2 separate regions of the Dromaius novaehollandiae genome follow, and region 2 is linked to region 1. The links are chromatin contacts, called in public Hi-C maps. All regions are on one chromosome and are shown on one strand. Each heading gives the region's core, a stretch centred on a gene start, on an enhancer-like site or on the middle of the called end of the contact. The rest is flanking DNA. Distances are from core to core; before and after follow the strand shown.

Region 1 (5,508 bases), core at 1,149-3,648:
CTTGCCAAGGTGGCAGGCCCAACACTTATGTGGTTCAGTTAAGGATTTGCACTGGATTTTTGAGTCTTCCCAAAGACCTGGAGCATCAGAGCAATACGGTGTGTTACAATGTCCCTTCTTAATAAAGCTTTGTCTAGTGTGTCTTCTGCACTTCACAGGACTGGCATTTTACCAGACTTGGATGCTCTGTCTTTGTCTTTGCATTTCGCCAGTGTGTCTCATCTTCTGCTCTGACCCAGATGGGCAGGCAGCAGCATCCTTGTGCTTAGCAAGAGACCTGGTCCTTTTAAACCAGGCAGCAAGTCAGCCGTGAGGCTGGCATCACCCAGAGTGTAGCAGGGCCAAGCAGCAGTGATGCTGCAAAGTGTGTCAGGACTCATCCAGCTTGTTCCTCAGTCTAGCTGTTTCTTTTGACTTCAAAGCAGGAAGCTTCGAAGCAATAGGAATTATAGTCTGGACACAGGCAGTCAGTCTCACTGATTAAGGTTAGGCTAGAACCAGTGTCAGAGCCAAGTATTGATGTTACTGAGCAGCTGGGCAGAAGCTTGGGTGCTCAGGGAAGTCACGGGCTGTGCTGAGCCAAAGACAGTCCAGAAGTATGCCCAGCACACTGGTCAAAGGCCATAAAGCTACAGACAGCACAGGAAAAGGAACGGGCAGGGGCAATGCAAAGCCAAGCACCCATGTCTGGAACAAGACCCAAATGTGATGCCACTGAAGTGGTGTTGATGGCTCCCATCTATGTACAAGGGTGAGCTATATTAGTCTTAGTTCTCCCTCTGGTGAGTCCTTCCAAGGGTTCAGCAAAGCATCACTACAGAGTGCTGGCATTCAGCACAGTTTGAACTATGTAGACTCTCCTATGCCAATGTCCCATTTCAGATTTTTTCATAGGAAATTGTCTTGTTCTGGATTGAGGTTTGATGAGAGGTCTCAGCTCATCTTCTGGAAAGTGAAGGCAACCTAGTCTGTGGTAGAGGTAGGAAACAAAAGAAGCATTACACTTGTTTCATAGTTTCAGATGCTTGGACTTGCTCTGGAGAAGTACAAGCTATCTGAATAGCTACCTTTGTGAAGGGCTCTGTGGGCCATGGCAAAGCCCTTTGTGCTATCACTTTCCATCTGCCACAGGTTACAACTCCAAGCTCATCTAATTGTTCTGCACATTGAGAGTGGGTTGTATGAGCACTCACCATCTGCCTCAGTGCAAAGTCGGGCTGGTTAGCTCAAAACACCTTTAATGCCTATTTAAACTGAGCCACCTGGTTTAGCACTAACTGTGGCAATTTAAGAAACAATGGACATTCTGCCATAACTGGATTACTCTGGGCAGGAATTCCTATTCCTGCATTGCTTCCCTTGCTGCAGAGAGCTAGCACAACAAATATACAGCCCTTTGAACAGCACTTGGTATAATCTTTGCTGTTTGTCTAAATGTAAAGGCCTGGAAGATCTGTGTGCTTTGATCTTACCCCATCTGCTTTCCATCCAGAAAAGGAGTAGGGCTTGTCTAGCAACTGAAGAAGAGGCAGGACAGGATCTGCTCACAATCACAGAATGGTTGAGGCTGGAAGGGACCTTTGGAGATCACCTAGTCCACCCTCCCTACTCAAGCAAGGTTACTAAGAGTGGGTTGCCCAGGACCATGTCCAGACAGCTTTTGAATATCTCCAAAGATGGAGATGCTCTAACCGGTAGAGCAGCTAGATGTACTGTGCATCCACCAGTTTGTGTATTCATCTCAAGATGTGCTTGTTTGTTTGCAGTTTGAATTTGCTGTAAAACCCTAATCATGTGCTCGGCCAAGATAACCAGAAGCTGGCCGGCTTCACAGGGAGAGGAAAACAACAAGCAGCTGCAGGAGGCTGATGAAGGGCCTTTGTTTTACTCATGACTTCAGCAGGGGACCATTTGTTTCCTGCTTCTTTGAAGGGCTATAGAGAAATTGGTATGATCAGCATGTTGATATGGGCGTTGGTGATGGAGCTGTGTGCTGAGCTTCACAGCCCATTCTGGAGAGGATCAGAGGCACCTGGTTGCTTATTCCAAAGATGATACCCTTTCCAGCCATTTTTTCCTTCCCAGTCACTCAGTGAGCCCTAGGCAGCCATAGGCCTGAGCCAGTTTGAGCTAATGCTGCTGCTGGAAATTATAGAAATGCATGGAGAGGTATCATAATACCACCATCAAAAGGTAAAACTGTTAGCTTCAGCTGGGCCTAGTTCTGGCTCAGCGACAAGTTCAGTGAACTCAAAGATGCTACCTGGGTATAATAAGAGCAATTTGTCTCTGTAATTCAAAGGAACAAAAAAAGTGGTGAATTCAAAAGGATTGTGTGAGTGCGGGAACAGGAGCTCAAAAAGCCACAGAGAGGCGCTCGAGCAGCATCATTCCAGTGGAGCCAGGCTACTGCCCCGCTATGCAGAGGTGGTTTCTGTGGGAGAGGAGGCTGTTTTTTAATCTCACTAAATTATCTGCTATTCTTTGCAAAAAGCCAAATGTCATCCTACCTCCGTGTGCTTGCTTGTGCTTTGGAAGTAGGGGAAGTCAGAAGCTGATCTGATAACATTCCCCTGCTGAGGGTCAGCAAAGGTTAGGGCTGTTTGGGTAAGCCGTATCCTTACTGTTGGAAGGAGTATGGGCCTTTGAACAGCTGAAGCATGGTGTGCTCTCTGGGCTGCACTCCTGGCCTCTGTATTGCCAGCCTTGGGACAGCTGTATCCTGTAGTGCCTCACTGCATACACCTTGCAGCCATCCTGGGGAGGACTCAGCAAAGACCTGTGTGACTTATTTGGTCTGTGTAATGTCACCGCAAGGCACTGTGGGGGACATAGTGGTGACCAGGGCGGGATAGTTCCAGCAAGTGTGCCTGTTCTGTTTGCCCTGAGAGTAGGAGCACACTGTTGTGAAGGGGCAACCCAGGGCCAAGCTTCCTCCCCTGCTGTTCTTTAAAGGTTGTCCCTGAGCACAAACTTGTATCTAGATATAGGGGAACCAGGTACTGCATCCCATTCCTAATGGCTCAAACAGCGCTCACTGTCCAGCCTAGTGTCATCTCATTACTCGTAAAGACAGTTCCCTGTACCAGGCTACAGTTTCTCTTCCCTTGGGTCCAGACTATAGCTGAAGAGTTGTGCTGTTCAGCCAAGCTACACTGATTTAACTCTCTTAATCTCTCCTAATGCTTGTGCCAGACATCTCTGTCCAGTTTAAGTCTGGGTTTCTGCAAACCCCTGTGAGTTTGTCCATATTCCTGGTGTTCTGTCTAGAACCTGACACAACATTTCATGTGCAGCCTCTTCTGGGGCATGGGGAGCATGGTTCAGCTTTTATATCTGATCTTACAAGAGTAGGACCATTGGCTTGAATGGGAAATCAGCCATGTTTTTGAGGCCAAAATACAGAAAATAATTATTTAAGCCTTGCTGATGATGTTAGATAATCAGAGGTGAGAGATTTGCGTCATTACTAGCGTGATGCTGTGTGTGTCTTGGCTATTGCCCTGTGGGTTTACAGGCACTCCGCATAGCTGAAAACAGCAGGACTTGAGCTGTGAAAACCTACAGCCTTCACAGGCCAAGCAACAGGGCTGTGCTGTAGTCCCGCAGACTGGTAGTGCAGCAGGGGAGGATTTGTCATTACAAGAGCCAGGCCTTCCCATGCGCCCACCTCTGTGCAGTGACATGCATTGGCTCAGCCCCGGGGGAGTCCGTGCTTTAAGAGGAGGGGAAGGGGAATGACTCATGTCACTGCAGGGCTGCTGATTGTGCGGGAGGGAACATATAGTATCTGAATGGCAAATTGGCCTGGGCTGCTGAGTGTGAAACGCCTGTACGGAGTTGAGCTGGTCAGACTGAACAGCTCAGATGAACAGATGTTAGAAAGTTTGCATCAGCCCAGCTGAGCAAATGACAACTCTCCTGCATACAAAGGATCTAACTATTGTTGCCCTGGGGTTGGGGAGAGGGGATGTGTGTTGTGTAGGGGGAAACCTCACACTGAGGTATGAGGAAGAAACAATAACTAGGCAAGGAAGAACAACTTGCCAGGTTACAGTCCTGACCTTACAACCTATTATAGTATAATACAACACAATATTGCAGAGTAAACACACAGTAGAGGAGGTTTCTGAATTAATCCTTTTTGAAACACAGTGATCTTCAAGAAACATCCGGTGTCCTAATTTTACACTGCCTGTCATACTCCATCACAGCCTGTGGTAAATTGTTCCAGTTGTTAAACTACTTGTATTGTTCAAATTTGCACCCTATTTCTAACCCGAATAGGTCAGGTTCCAGCTTCCAGTCATTGGATCTTGTTAGATCTTTGCCTGGGAGGTAGAAGAGCCTACTGAATAAAGGCCTGGTACATGGGTAGGGATTTTCAAGTTATGTATGTGTGCAAAGAAGACATAGGAATACTAAGCAGTTCTTAGTCCCCATGTTGGAGCAGACAAAGTAGCGGGTCAAATCTGCAGCAAAGGAGGTTTGGGTTAGGAATGAGGGGAAAACTTACAGTGGTTATGAGGAAGCATTAGCATAGTTGTCTGGGGAGCTGTGAAGTCTCCATCCATGGAAGTAATCTTAAACATCCATAAGGAATGACATAGAATAGGCACTGCCTTGGCCAGGGAGATTCATTTACTAAGAGGAGATCTCTTCAGCTTTTTCTAGCCTACATTTCCTGTGCTTCTAAATTTCTAGAAGTAAAATGGTCTGGGTTCCTGAAGCCTTCCCAATACATTCTATGTTCAGATCTTGTGAGTCTCCATGAAGGCTATAGCATACTTCTGGTGTGGTGGAGGAAAAGGAGAGAGGCATTTCCTGCGCAATTCCTGGCACAGCGTAGAGAGGCAACAGAGCAGTGGGTGGGACAGACAGACTGAGACTCACGGTGGCCCAGGTAGGAATTAAATGCTGAGTTCCATTACCAGTAGCCTTTGCCCTTTATGGATCTTCCATTTGACAAACTCCTGGCAGAGACTGCAGCAGTGATGGTGGATTAGACAGGATTAAACAGATCTGTGACTTCAGTAGCTCTCACCCTTCACAGTACTTCTGTGCAGTGAGTAGGTCAGGGGGTACTATGGTTTTCTTCTTTCCTTTTTTTTCCCCCCCTCTCCTGATGCTGTCTCTGCGGAGGTTCATATTTCAACAATTCATTTTCTTAAAAATATTTTCTGCTAAAAGCAGTGCTAGAAGGTACCTTGGCATGGGTATCCGTTTGTGAAGGCTGGATTGTGTTGATCAGTATTGCAGACAAGCACCCTTCCTGCAGGTCAAATCAGGCCTAGTGCCGCGGAGTGGAGTAACAAAGGCTGTAGCAGGTGTGAGTGATAAAAGAAGGAAGCTCAGAGTTATTATGCTGCGCTATGATCGCTTCAATCAGTGGTTGTATTTCTCTTCAGTGCACATTCCACTGTTGTAAATCGTGTTGTAAATCGCCATTCCTCAGGGATCAGAGGGGCTGAGGTTATTTACTTGTAGGAACTCGAGTGAACAGATACA
Region 2 (5,508 bases), core at 1,358-3,857, 230 kb after region 1:
CAGATTCCAAAAACTGTCTGGATCCGGAAAATCATCTCTCTCTCAAAATAGTCCTGCCTGGAAAGGTTGATTTGCATTGCTGAATGATGCTGTGTTGGTTCCTCTTCAGACGGTTCTAGTTTCCAGTTTGGGCCATTAGGATAGCATGTTAAACATTGTATTTAGTAAAAATAAATACAAATAAATTAAAAACAAATTATGCAAGAAAAGTATTTTCCAGTTGATATTGCTTGGAGGAAGGCTTTGCTATGAAGCTTGGGGCAATGTCTAGTTTATACACATATGGCAGGTCCATTCTTTTCAGTAGTACTCTCTGAACAGGGAAAAAAAGGCTATGAATATGGCTGTAATTTTGGAGAGAGACAGTAGCGATCTCCTTTCAAACTTCGTCAGGAAGCCGTTTTCCTGTGAAAAAGAGCATGCACAGTTAGGGATAGCTTAAAAATAGTGAGCATGTAGGAAAAATGCACCACTTCACGCTAGTGTCACGTTAAGCGTGCTACACCATTCTGCGTAGAGGGACAACTTTTCAGTGCTCTATGTTAGAAAGATGAATAGGACTTTAAGAAAAGTAGCTGAAAATAGCTGCACTTTGCTGAATGTTTGTTTTATCTGCAAGTCAAGATTGTGCCCTCCCCGTATAAATAGAAAATGAATGTGAACTATATCATTTGAGCCTACATCTTTAAGGAAGATAAAAATACCATGTTTCTGATGTAATAATATACTTATAAATTTATTCTTTTAAGCCTCATTATTTTACTGTGATGAGCCACATATTATGACACAGAATGTTGCCAGAAGTTGATACTTGTAGATAGGATTTGGCTCTATTTGAAAAAGATGGAGAGAGAAGCCTTTATAATAAATCTGATGCATGAAGGATCAGTGACTCGCTATCACCTTTTTTACTGTTATCAGAGAAAGGACTAAAGCAAGGAAAAGGAAAATAAAGGAAAAGAAAAGCACTAGAAAACAAGTGAGGGAAAAAAGTAATAGCAAATGTAAGAGAAGTAGCAATAATAGCAGATACAGAGAAGTGGGAATAGAGAGGGGTGGAAAGAAAAATTACCATTTACAAATAGGTAAAGGAAAAAAGTACCGGGGAAATAACTGACTCTAATGTCATTTATTCTCCACTTCCGCTAACTTCAATACAAAATACCGCCATAATGAAACTGCAAAGTGAAAGGAACCTCCCCCTCCACTAGCAGAAGTGAATTTCAGCAGCTTGACAAAATAATCCATGTACTGACAACTGCTTTTCTCAGTTTTGACCATTGGTATATGAAGGTTGTAAGATTATCTCAGTGCAAAACAAACAGATATGATTTGACCCCAGTTGTATTTACCTGTAAATTTGTTAAAGTAAACTGACTTGGGAGATTAAATAGTGGCTTCATTGAAATCCACAGCAAAAGCATTGACTTCAGCTCTGAGGATCACATCTGTGTGTTCTTTGCTTTCCTTAACTTGGACCAACTCCTCTACAGAAGCATAATTGCTGAACCTATTCTTAGGATGCCATTTAATTTTGGATTTAAGAGTGGGAAATTTCATGGAACTCTTAGCTGACCCTGCTTTGAACATGAGGTTGGATGATCTCTTAAGGTCCCTCCCAACCTGAATTATGGCATGATCCTATGAATCAAGACTATCTGTAAGGTTTTAACTGTTAAAGGTACAGAAAGTGATTTTTCTAAAAGCAGAATGTCTTTTAGCATTGTTCCATTTCAAGGAGAAACAAAGTTTTTACTGTAAGTCTCAAGGAGAAATTCCAGACATCAGGAATTAAGCCACCAAATAAAGCCCTGACAATAATGTTTTTGACATTTTCTGTAACAATATTTTCCTTTAATTAAGAACAATCAACACTTCGGTGGAAAATGACAAGATGTTGGACTGAAACTTACCCAGCCACCATTTGCATCTATCCATTCAGCTTTGTTGTTTATGATGTACTCTGTGATGAAATAAGAAATCTGCTCCTTCTCCTCTCCTGTGAGCTGAACTCCATGCTCTTGAAGCTTCTTAGTGAGAAGTCCTCCAAATGTAAATATGGTCATGATTCGTCCCCAGTTAGTATTTCCATCAGCAAATTTTTCTTCCATGACTCCATTGAAAATTCTCTTGGCAACATCTACAGAGGTAATATCAATCCTATCCAAGAACGGTCGGAGAGCCTCCTCTGTTTGATCTTGCAGTGAAGATGCAATGTTTCGTAGGACGTGAGCAACTCTGGTTTGGGCTGGTCCAAGATGTGATTCTTGAAGAACATACTGCAGATAATCGTGAGCTAAATAATAAACGTAATAAAACTCAGCGGTTTCCATTTAGAATCAAACTTGGAGAGCAGTGCACAGCTCTTAATTGGGGCAATAATAAGCAGCCACAGAGCATGCACACAGCTTTTTATCTTCAGGGTTTGATGGAATTTTTCTGCTTTACCACAGAAGTTCCTGTAAAAACCGAGTGACTTAATGATTGTGTGGGTTGTGGAATATGTGACAGCGGAAATGAAAGAAAAAGCATCTGCTCAGAGGGAGAAAACATGTCTTCTTGAATGATTTATTATTTCTGTAAATAGTAAGATTTTACAACTAAAATCACCAGCTTTTACCACATTCTTTAGCAGTATAAATTGGCATTCTCTAGGGGCCTCTGCTTTGTAATGCCAGCAAAGGTTAGGCATTTGACTTTTAAAAAAATGCCTAAAAAGCTGTATGCTGTAGGAGCATGCAGGTGCCTTGTCCCCCCAGTCTCATCACTGCTGGTGCTTAAAGCTCCAATCTGTACTGTAGGTATAGCGATTATTTCTAATTCACAGCTATTGGAAGAAACTGGTAGAAGTTGCCAACAGGATGGAAAAATAAATAAACTGTCATCATCCTTCAGGGGGCTTTATGTAACTGCTCAAAGAGGGAAAACAAAGGTGATACATCTTTCCCAGCAAGTATAGAAAAGGAGGAGAACCAGTTTTATAGTGTTGCTCCCCTGTTCCAAACTCTCCCACACCATCTCTAGGAGTGCTCTTCGATGTCCTTCTTTGAAGATTTGAATGTGTAGCTTCAAAGCCCTCCTTCCCCCTCAGGTAGTTCTGGTGTAAAAGACAATATTAGTATAAAAGATAATACTAATGCAGTCAGCGTGTCATAACATGAGATGGAAAATATGGGGCCAAGCTGGGAATGTGTGATACCATCTGAATCCTTCATGATACCTCCAATTACTGCTCTTCAATTCAAATTTTTGGTCAAGCAGATGTTTTTTGGAAGTAAAGCTGAGGTGTGTTTGGGGGGGTGTAGCTCTCGCTCTCCTGACAAACTCTTTGCCTGAGGCAATCTGACATGGCTAGAGGGACAGGATGTGGCTCTAAAGAATTTCACCCCATTGCAAAGGCTTCAGGGCAGCAAGCAATCAGATGCTTGACCCCTCTCTTTCTCCATCCTTTCTTCTCCTTCCCTTTCTCCATCCTTCTACTCCTGAGCCACCTCTCACTTGCCCCAGCCATTTAGCCCCCACCTACCCAACATGCATGCTGCTGCTCTGACATCACAGCTTTGCAGAAACTGAATAGAGCACTGCAGTTTCCAGTTCCTTCTCAGGGTTTTTCTTCTGTGTATGACACGTCTCTCTCAGAATGACAATAGTAATCTTCCATCCTCAGCAGGGTTTGAACAGACATCCATCACTTCAATTACCAGCCTAGGGAAAGTTTTTGCCTCACTTTCTTTTGGAGGTGGGAGGTGATCAGAGAGAATGGGTTTAGGGGGGCAATATGAGCTGGAAGAATCCCTGTGTTACATGCTACTCTCAGGAAAGGACAAGATGCCAGGACTGGGAATGGGCTTGGCGTGGGAAGCTAGCTCTCCCCACCTCCATACACACACGCGCATTCTTACCAAAGCTCATTTTGAAAGGTCAAAGGCATCCCCTATCCAGTACCTGCAGCCGCTGCTTTGGCAGAGCTATTAGGCTGGTTCTGGCTTTGCTATGTTCAGTGTTTTCAGCAAACTGCCAACATTTTTATGAGGAATGCAAATGAAAAAAAAGGGGGGGGGGAATGTGACAGTTGTTAACTCTTTGCAACTCAGATAAATCTTGGGCAGAAATTTCTGGGACAGGAAAGGCTTTGCTATACCCAGACAGTTTCTCTCCTGTCAAAAGCTTGCTGCAAACAGGGCTAAGAGAGGTATTTGAGGAAAAGTCAAAAGAACCCTTCTTTTATATAACAGAGTCTGTAAAGTTGTGGTACGCTCTTGACTGTCTTAATAATTGATTAATGAAAAGCTTATTGCAAACACTCTGAAGGTAAGTAAGAGTTAACATGAGAACAGTGACCAATACCCAAGGAGACAAGTTTGCTTTCCTCACCATCTGTGGGAGCAGAGCATTGCTAGAAGCAGATATTTCTTTGTTAGTGGAGCCTTTAGGATTCTGAGGAGGGTGATGAAATAAGGCTAGCAATATGCCACCATTATTGAAAGAAATCAGTGCTAATGTCTTGGCCATTCTGGTGCATATGCTGCTGCTCACAGTCTCTTGATCTCCTAAAGGGCTGTGAGGTGAAGCTCAGAGCTCAGCTGCCAAAAGGGAGCTGGCAGCTCCGATCAGACATCTCTAAGGACAAGGTGCGATGCAGAAGACTAGAACTCAGGATGTAGCTGTTGCAAACTGCCTCAGTTCTCTTCACGTCAGTGTTGGGCACATTTGCTTTTCAGTGGAAGGTAGTGGAGGGTGCAATTCCAAATGCTGGATGTTTAGCAGCAATGACAGTTTAAGCTGGTTTCTGGGACAGAAGCATTCTTCAGGAATACTCTTTCATGAAAAGCCTTAATCCCTTATTAAAAATGAGGTGAAACAAGAACACACTAGCCCATTCTTCCCAAGCTCCAGTGGTCGATTCCGGACACTGTAAGAGATCAGCTTTGGGATCTCGTCCTTGTATCACGCCACTGTAAGGCTCTGATTCTCACTTTCTACACTAGGCAGTGCCTTCCTTTCTCCTAGCAGATTTTATTAAATTTTTTTAGCTCTAAGTGAATATCTTTAACTTAGTTCATCTCTGCTCTTTCTTCTACCTGTTCTGTCTCCCCAGTGCTGCATACAGTGCATCTATCTCACTGCTTCTTTCACCTTTTCTTCTTAGCTGTGTATACTTTGTCTTTTATAAATGATAACTGTTAATAATAGGTTTGAAATAGAAACCAGTCTGACATGGAAACTCAAATGCAAACTCTCCCTCTTGATACCTGGCATAGCAAGGGGCTTCAAATACTTGAATTTCAGTCTGTGCTCTGTGGATTTGACTCTATATTCTACTCTAACCTGGAAACGCTCTTTTTCTAGAACAGATGGGGACTGAGTTGACATATCCTCATAAAACTGACTTGTAAGAGATTGTATCTCATCTTTTCTGAGACAAAAGCTAAGCCAAAACAGTCAAAGCTTTGTTGAGCTATTTGTACTACATCTGCTTTGCCAGAGAGTTGCTGCAGTTCCTGGTAA

The links. A called contact is a pair of places that touch in the nucleus more often than the background predicts.
Region 2: a contact with region 1 is called in a Hi-C map of brain, with 8 times the contacts expected there. The contact joins the promoter of BCL2A1 here to the enhancer-like site in region 1. A contact is called at or near these places in 3 of 4 Hi-C or Micro-C datasets (brain, liver and ovary).

What each region holds. Positions count from the first base shown.
Region 1 is chr10:9,653,768-9,659,275 of bDroNov1.hap1, forward strand. WDR93 (WD repeat domain 93) reads left to right here. Exons shown (of 17, transcript XM_026121314.2): 17 at 1-160. Among named protein-coding and RNA genes, the nearest start is that of WDR93, 17 kb to the left of the region's middle. Within about 2 kb of position 2,399, at least 1 of the 2 cell types and tissues checked has open chromatin away from gene starts, as enhancers often do.
Region 2 is chr10:9,887,145-9,892,652 of bDroNov1.hap1, forward strand. BCL2A1 (BCL2 related protein A1) reads right to left here and starts at 2,608. Exons shown (of 2, transcript XM_026121317.2): 1 at 1,914-2,608; 2 at 1-405. The coding sequence starts at 2,333. The coding sequence ends at 301.